2 separate regions of the Mus musculus genome follow, and region 2 is linked to region 1. Evidence: chromatin contacts called from public ChIA-PET data. All regions are on one chromosome and are shown on one strand. Each heading gives the region's core, a stretch centred on a gene start, on an enhancer-like site or on the middle of the called end of the contact. The rest is flanking DNA. Distances are from core to core; before and after follow the strand shown.

Region 1 (4,714 bases), core at 1,001-3,500:
CTACAGTCTCTCTGATAAATGTTTGACTCACTGTTATTTCTATATGTTCGTTTTTACAGCTCATTAGTGATTTCTCTCATACAGGCTTTATTCTTTCTTTTAAGGTAAGTCACAGCACGTTATCTGGGAAACGCTGCTACCCAAGGAACACCTCCAGCCTTAACTCCAGGTCACGGTCTAGTTCTCTCCAGTGGCAAGGACATTTAAAATGCTCATGTTTACCTCAGTCAGGTGCACTTAGCCTGCTAGGAGCTAACCTGGAGTGTACTGAAAACCCTGGCCAACTCAATGCCATTCACAAAAGTTCAGGAACTCTCTCTCCATCACCCAAACTCATTCACAAAACCTCGGGAGCACTTTCCCTAGTTCCTTATCCACTTTACAAATGAAAATGCAAAACAGTACTGAATCCAGGGGCAAGCAGAAGAAAGTGATTTTTGCATGGCTGACGTGGATGCTATCCTAAACGGGAAAGCATCCATCAAAGAGCTGACAGGCCAGTGCCTACACAAGTGGTGTAAAGAAAGCATCGACGATTTCAAGAACCCCCTTGAAGTTACTGCCCTTTCAGTAGCTGGCATCTCGACTCAAGCACAAGTCTAAGAACAGCAAGGAAAAACAATGTTTCCATTTTCCCCCAGGCTTCTTCCCAGAGACCTGACCTGTATGTGTATTAACCGTCCTGCTTGGTTGTGGATGCAGTTGGCTTTACGTCCAGCCCTGAGCGTACCCTGATAATCTCATTCTGTTTCTCCACATCTGCTTTCTAATATCATCACACTTCCCTCCAGCTGTTTTCCTTTTTGTCAAATTCAGGGGCCCAACGAAAGAGACTATCAGTTTCACCTCTGTTGTGTAAGGGGCTGATGCACTTGCTCCCTCAACATAGAATCTTAGTCCCAGCTCAATTTTTACGTTCAGGAAATAGATGGGCTACCAATCTTGCCTCGCAGAGAAACCGAAACCGTTTTTCTTAACATGCCTTATTCCCACATCCATTCCAGTCTGGAACTCTCACTTTTGACTGCACAATGATTTTTTTTTCAACCACTCCCAGGTTAAGATTTAATACGTACTTTTATCTAGCTGAGAGATCCCAGATTCCGGTTCCTGCCCCGTCACTTTAAAGGAAAGACGCAGCAAGGAGCTTGTGAAAGCGCCGACCCGAAGCACATCTCAACCCAAGCTATCGGATAGAGTTCACCGTCTGATTTCATGCCAGCTGGTTTGTTATAGACTTACCTGTGCTTCGGGATCCCCCCCCCCCAATCCCATCCCATCCCTGCTTAGTCCCAATCGGGATCAAGTCTTTGGCTGACAAGATTTTTGCTTCGCCTCACTGACCGTTAGAAGTAAGTCCTGGTTCCTGACTGAGCTCATCTACCAGCCAGGACTTTGCTTGCACGGAGTATTGGCTCAAACCGTGTGTAGAGGTAGGAGCCAGGAAGAAACCTATCAGCTCTGGGTCTCAGTTGGGATTCTGGCTCTAAACAAGGTTCAGGGTCGGGTCAGCCCCAGGTCCGGTTCGCAGCCTGGTCCAGGTCTCACCTTGACGCAGTCGATCGGGTACATCACGCAATGCTCCAGGATCCCTGCCACGGCGCCCGCCACCATGTGCGTGGTGACAGTGGCTCCAGCCGGCAGCGCTTCGTATTCCGGGCCGGACTCCGGATCCAGCCGTACAGGGGGCTGATAGGCCCCCGCCTCCCCGCCGCCGGCCCCCCGGCCCACGCCCCGCTGCAGCCACCCGTCCAGCAGCGCCGACTCCCCGGGGCTCCGCCCGGGCCCAGCAGCTGGTCCTCCCGCCACGCCGCCTGCACTCCGCCCCTCCAACTCCATCCACTTCGGCCAGCCGCGGCGCCCACACGCGCCGCCGCTGCCGCCACCACTGCCGCCGCCCCCCGGCCCCGTTGCGTCCGCCTCAGGCGCGGCCCAGAGAGCCCGGGGCCTCCGGCTCCCGCTTGGCCCCGAGGACACGCCCCCCAGACAGCCATTGGTGTAGGCCCTAACGTGTCTCCGCCCCCTTTTTACGGAGCCAAAATGTATCTGTGTTATTCGTCAGATAGCTTGTCATTAGTCCCGTAGGTCCCACCCCTTCCCCTTTGATCTTGGAAGCGTCTTGTTTATTGGCTCTTGATTGGCGGACTTGCCCGATCGACCCGCCCCTAGCGTTTCGGAGGCGGGAGAAACGTAAAGCTGAACTTTGATAGGCTCAACCGCTCTAGCTACTTTGGCGGTGGCCATTGGCCCGAACCACTTCGTTCTTCCATTGGATGTGGAGAGAAGCGCCTGGAGGACAGGGACCGGCTCCCGGCTGTACCCCGGCGCGGCGTGCGTGGCGGTCGGGACTGCCGGGGAGAGGGGGCGGTGCCAGCCAGACCTTCAAGGTCAAACCGCTGTCGGTTGCCGTTAGGACGCGTGCTCTGGCGTGCACCGGGTGTCGAGTAGCACGGTGCGACTGTTCCCGCGGGATCTCAGGCGGGGGCGGAGTCAGCCCGGACCCTGCGTCCCCTGGCACGGCCCAACCCGCCGCTAGGGGAGATCGGCTGTGAGCCTCGGGTGGCTCTGGAGTGGTGTGCCATCAGCGCAGATCCGCTCGCCTTGGGCCTCCCACCCAAAGCCGCCTAGTGAACCCTCCAGTGGGTGGACCGATGAGCTCTCATTGGGTGGACTCTGCGTTGGGAAAGGAGAAGGCGAAATGGGATGGTTCGGAGGCGACGACAGGTGTCAGGGTCTTGGAGCACCATCCCAATCGCGGCAGAGCAACTGCTGATGCCTGGGAGTGGAGCTTGTTCCGAGACATACACTTGAACTTCGTATCCCGAGCTCGCTTGCTGATAAACTCCACCGGGTCTGATGGCTGTCCGCTCTCTCTCTCCGGGACCGCTGAGCTGCTGCTTCTTGAGAACCGCTCCCCGGTTGTAAAACGATGCTAGGGACGTCTGGTCCTCAGGGCCACTACCTTGAGCAGAAGCGGGCACTGAAGCGACTCTCGAGCCTCAGCCTCTACTGAGGAGCGAGGGCCCCTTTCCGCTCGCTGGTTCTGCAGGCTACCTCAGGCTCCCTTCTCAGCAGCGTGTTTGCACACGCTTCCCCAGTTTCTAGCTCTGCCTTTACAACCTATTTTAATGAGATGATGACGCAATTGCAAACTTTTCCATCTTTTCGTAGCGCTTCCTTAGAACGGTTGGAGGCTTTTCCATTTCCTCTCTAAAGCTTAGCCCTTCGGCGGACGGGTCTTTCAACTAATCTTTGGCAGTAGTTACTAACGTTTGTGTCGTGATCTCTTGGAAAATAAAGCTCTTAAGTTCCCAACCCCATCCCCAGTCACACACAAAACTGCTTTTTATTTCGGGTTTCAGCGTGAAGGAGATTCCGTTAACCTCGGGTTAAGAATTCTTCCCCACATCATATACAGACTTCTTGCTACCCTGCACTTTTCTCTGAGAGATGAATAGATCTCAAAAAAGCCTCCACCCCCCAGTCCTGTTAAAATATCAATTTTCTTCCCTGACAAATTAATGACAATGCCTGCTATATCCCGTCTCTTCTTATCATATTTACTTTTTTATGGTCCTAAAATGATCATCTCAGTTCAATGACTTCTCATGGTGAGAAATAATACTCTACATTGTCCTACAGTGACCCACACCTTAGAACTTTCTCCCCCAGGAAAGACTCCAGATACCAGCCTTTAGATTTCTAAGTCTCTTTCACCTTGCTAGCTACTGAAGTGGAGCATCCCTGGAGGCGGAAATGTTTATTAACAGTCTTTAATACAGTGCAGAAGTTTGCCATTCCAAACTCATTTTCCTCCCAGGGGCCTTCTTTCTGTTTTGCCTAGCCTACTTGCTTGTTTTTGTGGCATTGGAGAGCTAGGGAATGTCCAGCCACTCACTGCAGTGTGGCAGGGTGGTTCTGTCTACCTAGAGACGGATGGCACAGAGAGTGGCAAGCAAGGGTCAGTGATGAAAGATAGGGAGAAGAGCCTTGTAGAAGGAGAAACGGGTTACAACCACCCTAACTACCCTCGGGGGAGACACGTTTATTACTCGGGGTTAATGTATTTGCTTCCACAGCTGACTTTTATATGGGCACTTCCCTAGAATGCATTTCTTCTCTTTCCCTTTTAAAATTCAAAAGGTTTGTTCTTGAGGGTCCTCCCGTGCTCCCCAGCTGACATTGTACCCTGCATGAAATGGGTAGAGAATAAAATGAGGCTGACTTCTGAAGCCAAACATGACAATAAGTCTGATGTCTTTACTGTCACAGAGATGACCATGAGAACTTGTGATCTCATAGGGTGGTCAACAAAAGGAGAGGGGACTTTTTTTAAGTCTGGAAACTATAGAGGAAGCCTTCTGAAGGATATGTGGGAAAGAGTTCCAAGAGAAGCTGACTCCTGTTCTCTGTGTGGAATCTGTCCTGGGCCTTCATGGAGGAGCTGGAGAGATGGCTCAGTGCTTAAGAACACTTGTTGCAGCCAAGTGGTGGTGAGGTTCACCTTTAGTCACAGCACTCCAGAGACAGAGGCAGGAGGATCTCAGAGTTCAAGGCCAGCCCAGTTTATAGAGTGAATCCCAGGACAGCCAGGGCTACCTCAGAAACATTGTCTCAAAAAACTAAAAACTAAACAAACACAAAACTTGTCACAGAGGACTGGGTTTGCTCACTAGCACCCATTCGGTGGTTCTCACTTTCCATAAACCCAGTT
Region 2 (4,714 bases), core at 706-3,205, 2.8 Mb after region 1:
TTCCTCTCAAGTAAAAAGAGCTATAGCTGAAGAGGCCCAGAAAAAAAAAATGGTCCCACAGCCTGGCAGCATTATTGCCGTTTTAAGGAGCTGGGCTAGAGCCCCTCCCTCATCACCCAATGTTTAATGTACCGAAGTTAGTGCAAGTCACGTGAGAGCACGAAGTTCGCCACGCCTCAAAGAGGAGGGGTCTCGCCTTAGGGACCAATAGCCTAAGCCGTTTCAGGAACAGCCCTAATTCCAGACAGGGGAAAGGGGCGGGGCCAAGAATCAAAGCATCTGTAACAGCACTTCCGGAAAGTACGCCCCTCCCCTCCCCCCTCCCCGTTTATTTCGCTCGTACCGGGTGGGCTGAGCCAGCGGGTGCTGATTAAAGGCGCCGCCTGCCGCTTTCTCCTCGCCTCCCCCCCCCAACGCCCGTCTCCCCGCCCCCTTTCCGAGTAGCGGGACCAGCCTTGATGTAGGGACACCCCTTCCCCCCTCCTCTTCTATCGCCCTTATCCGGGAGCCCCGAGCGCCGCAATCCTCCTGCCTTCTCCCGCCCCCATCTTGCCCTCTTCACTCTGCTTCGAACCCATTGTATGCGGGGCAGCTGCGAACCGGGGCCGGAGACAGTGTGCCCAGTGTGCCCCGTCAGTGGGTCCCGCGGGCCGAGGCTCTCCCCCACCCGTGCTGCTCCAGGCAGAGGCGAGAGAGGCCCTTCCTCGCTGCGCTGGTGGCGGGGACCGGCGGGCCGCACCCCCAACCCCAGCGTGAGCCCCTAGTGTCCCTTCTTAGAGGGAAGAAAGCGGAGAGACCTGAGACAGAAAAAAAGCAGCTTCTAACTGCCCGGCCCGCTGATCATTTTTATTATCGAGATTATTATTAAAAGGGGGCGGGACCCCAGGATGCGGAGAAGGGGGCCAGAGACGCAGCTATTTCTATTAAACAGATTATTCTTGAAATAATACACGCAAGATGGCTGAAGGTGGCTGTGATGAGTGTTCGGGCTGGGGGGTGGTTTCTTCCTCTCCCCCCTTTTTTTTTCTTTTTTCTTTCTTTTTTTTTTCTTTTTTTTTTTTTTTTTTTTTGATCTAAGGATAAAGCTCTGAAGCGACAGCCGCAGCGGAGACCCTGCCCGGAGTGCCCGCCCTCCCCTCACTTGAGAAGCTGCGGGAGGACAAACGGACCCACGGACAGAGCGACGGGCGCGGGCCCGCCCCGGACGCGTCTCCCGGGCAGCGCTGGGGGCAGCAGGCGCTCGTCGTTCTGCCGACTTCTTCCAATTTTAATCTTTTTAAAAGATTTTTTTTTTTTTTTTGGAAAGGATCGGGATGGGTGGAGCAGAGGTAGAGAGAAATCAAGACTTGGCATTTTTCTCCTTCTCTCTCTCCTAATTTGTTGGAGACCACCAGCCCTCCCCTTGGAGGAAAAAAAAAATCCCACCAAAGGGAGGGTGGAAAAGCGAGCTACAGGACCCTCAAGCGCGCGCCCGGACCCCCAGTCCCCACCGCGGCCGCTGGGAGCTCAAGATGGCTGGGCGCTGAGGACGCACCCGGCCCGGCTGGCTCGGCCTGGCCCCGCCGCCGCCGCCGCAGGCTGGCTCCGACCGCAGCCCGGAGCCTTCCAGGCCGGAGCAGAGGCCGAGAAGAAAAGAAAGTGGGGGGGAGGGGTGGGGTGGGGGGGCGAAGGGGGAGGGCCGGGCGGGGGGAGGGGAGGGCCGGGAGCCGAGCCTCCTGTTCATTAGCAGTTGAGAAAAATTCCTTTCTAGTTTGATCAATCCTTGTTTTCCTCAGCGCAGGCGAGGCGCCCGCCCAGTGCGGGGACAGGGAGTGGGGTCTCTCCGCGGCGGGGGCGCCCTGCGCGGGGCCTCCAGGGAGCGCAGAAGTAGCGACGAGGGGGTCAGGCCGGAGCACCTCCCGGGCTTCTCCCTCCCTCCCTCCCTCCCTCCCTCCCTCCCTCCCTCTCTGGTTGCCTTTTTTTTTTTTTTTTTTTTTCCACTTCTCTCCCTCCCCCTTCCGTTTCTATTTGTGAAGGGAGGAGGAAGGCAGAGGCGGGCTGGTGTCTCTGGCCGGGGACTGGAATTTCATCTGAATGACTGCCCCAGCGCGCACGCAGCGCCCCGGAGTCGGCCCGCCCGCGCCCTGCCACCCGCAGCCGGCCGGCCAGCTGGGGGACGCCTGCGCCACGGCCCGGGGACCGCTGGCGCGCCTTGCTCGCCGGCTCCGGCTCTAGCCAGCCTCGGCGCGGCCGAACTAGCTTCCCGTGCCCCCTCGGACCTCGGCCGGGATCCAGGCGAGGAAGGCGCGGCTCGCACCAGCCAGAAGGTAGCCACTGTCGCCGCCAAAGGAAGAGTGCGGCTCCCCCGCTCGGTGCGCCGCGGGGCGCGCCCCGATGTCAGCCGCGGGGCCGAGCGCAGGCCGTGGGCCGCCGCTGCCCTAGCCGCGCTGCCCCGGAGGCGGCCTGTTATATGGAATTTGGACCACAGCGCTCTCCTCCAGGGCTGGTGCCCGGGCCGCGGCCCTGGCGCAGCCCGCCGCCTCCCGCTAGCCACTCGCCAGGAGGAGGAGACGCAGCCGGCGGCGCGCGCGGCGCGAGGACCCAGGCTCCCTCCTCTGGGGGGCGGGCACGCGGAAGGCGCTGGTGACTGAGCGACTGGCGCGGCCGGCGGGGACCGGAGCTCCGGGCTCGGTGGGTCCCCAGCTGTACCAGACGGATCCCCAGGGTTGGGGACTTAGAGAGGTCTACCCGGGCCCCCTGCCCGCAGCCGCCATGGCGGAGAATTGGAAGAACTGCTTTGAGGAGGAGCTCATCTGCCCCATCTGCCTGCACGTTTTCGTGGAACCGGTGCAGCTGCCATGCAAACATAACTTCTGCCGGGGCTGCATCGGCGAGGCTTGGGCCAAGGACAGTGGCCTTGTGCGCTGCCCGGAGTGCAACCAGGCCTACAATCAGAAGCCGGGCCTGGAGAAGAACCTGAAGCTCACCAACATCGTGGAGAAGTTCAACGCCCTGCACGTGGAGAAGCCGCCGACGGCACTGCACTGCGTGTTCTGTCGCCGCGGCCCCCCGCTGCCGGCACAGAAGGTCTGCCTGCGCTGCGAGGCTCCCTGCTGCCAGTCTCACGTGCAGACGCACCTGCAGCAGCCCTCCACCGCCCGCGGGCACCTCCTGGTGGAGGCGGACGACGTGCGGGCCTGGAGCTGCCCGCAGCACAACGCCTACCGCCTGTACCACTGCGAGGCCGAGCAGGTGGCTGTGTGCCAGTACTGCTGCTACTACAGCGGCGCGCATCAGGGACACTCGGTGTGTGACGTGGAGATACGGAGGAATGAGATACGGGCAAGTACACTGAACGCGTGCGAACACACGCACACGCACACACACACACACACACGACTTGGGAGCCACCCATCCGCACAAGCTGACTCTCGTGACATTAGCCTAGAGGCCCTCTTCCAAACTCTTCCGTAAAAGTTTGGGGGGCAAGGTCCTGGGGGAAAGGCCCTGGCTGCTGGATGCATTCTCGCACCTGCGCCCTTAAGATCTCTCCTTCAGTCATTTATGGAATTGGGGGGAGGCTGTTAGAAGTAGTTTGGAGTGTTGCTTTTCTGTTTTGCGCAGTTTCCCCCCCCCGCCCCCCGCATTGTTTCTGTAAGCTCTACGGGAAGTCACCAAGGCAGTGACCCCGGTCCTGCTTCTCCAGCTGCTGTTTATGTAATGAGTGTCCTGGTGCCGCTGCTGTGGCTGACATGATCCATGATGCTGGCATACCAATGAGGAAGTAAACAAAGCAGCCATGTTAGTTTTCAGCTCTACTGGAAACACTCTGGGGGTTGGGGGGAGCTTCCGGAGATAGAGAAGAACTCTGGCATCTAGCTGGGCAAGGCCTGGGTGTCCAGAGGAGTCCCCGACTGTCGGCTCTTCTAATCCGTCCTAGTAGACGCTCCCCAGGCTAAAGCTGCTCTCTCTATACTTGAATGCTGCCTGCGCCTGGCATGAACAAACCTTAAAGTATGTGACTTCTTCACCCTGGGCTCTTTCCTCCCAGCCCTGCCCTCTTACACGGCCCTCCCACATTTAGGGAGGGGACGGGGAAGACGGAAAAAGAGTCCTGTGGGTTTAAGGTTGAGCCGCGTTGAAATCTGGTTTCAGGCAGCTGGCTCCCCTGGGCTGCCGGCTGGGTGATTACGAACCGCACCCCCTCCCATTGTATACACCCTACTGCAGCAGCCAATGTCAAAACCGCCTTCCCCCTCTTAGGCCTCTGGGCCTGGCTAGGGAACTGGAGTGGGGCATACTTCCGTCCCTTTCACTGGAAGGGGGCTCCTCCCAGGTTCCTCTCGGGTCCCTTGCCACTCTGGGTTGAGTCACACCGGGAAGAAGGAGTCGAGCTAAGACTGAGCCATCTTGAAAGCTCTTGCTAGGGGTCTTAAGATAAGGGAGCTGGGCTGGGTTTGGTAGGAACTGGGAGTGTGTGTTTAGGGTGGGGGCCCCTGGAGGCCAACAAGGCTGCTGCAGTAGGAGGAAGCTGGGCCTGTCCAGAATGTAGATGCGGGCTGTTTCCTTGGTGGTTGTGGGGGCTGGACGGAGACAAGGAGGGGACCAATCTAAATGAGTCACTGTTTAGCAATTAAAAACCACACATATACAACCAACAAAAGGCAGAAGGGCCACCGCAGGCTGAGGGCGGGGATAACAAAATTTGCTGTATAATTAGTTTGCAATTGCATGG

The links. ChIA-PET counts read pairs in DNA pulled down with a chosen protein or histone mark.
Region 2: a contact with region 1 is called in an RNA polymerase II ChIA-PET map of embryonic stem cells, with 5 read pairs. The contact joins the promoter of Trim8 here to the promoter of BC037704 in region 1.

Annotation. Positions count from the first base shown.
Region 1 is chr19:43,672,928-43,677,641 of GRCm38.p6, forward strand. It overlaps BC037704 (cDNA sequence BC037704), which reads left to right and starts at 2,251. Exons shown (of 1, transcript NR_045645.1): 1 at 2,251-4,243. Slc25a28 (solute carrier family 25, member 28) reads right to left here and starts at 1,954. Exons shown (of 4, transcript NM_145156.1): 1 at 1,549-1,954. The coding sequence starts at 1,839.
Region 2 is chr19:46,499,693-46,504,406 of GRCm38.p6, forward strand. Trim8 (tripartite motif-containing 8) reads left to right here and starts at 1,956. Exons shown (of 6, transcript NM_053100.2): 1 at 1,956-3,321. The coding sequence starts at 2,752.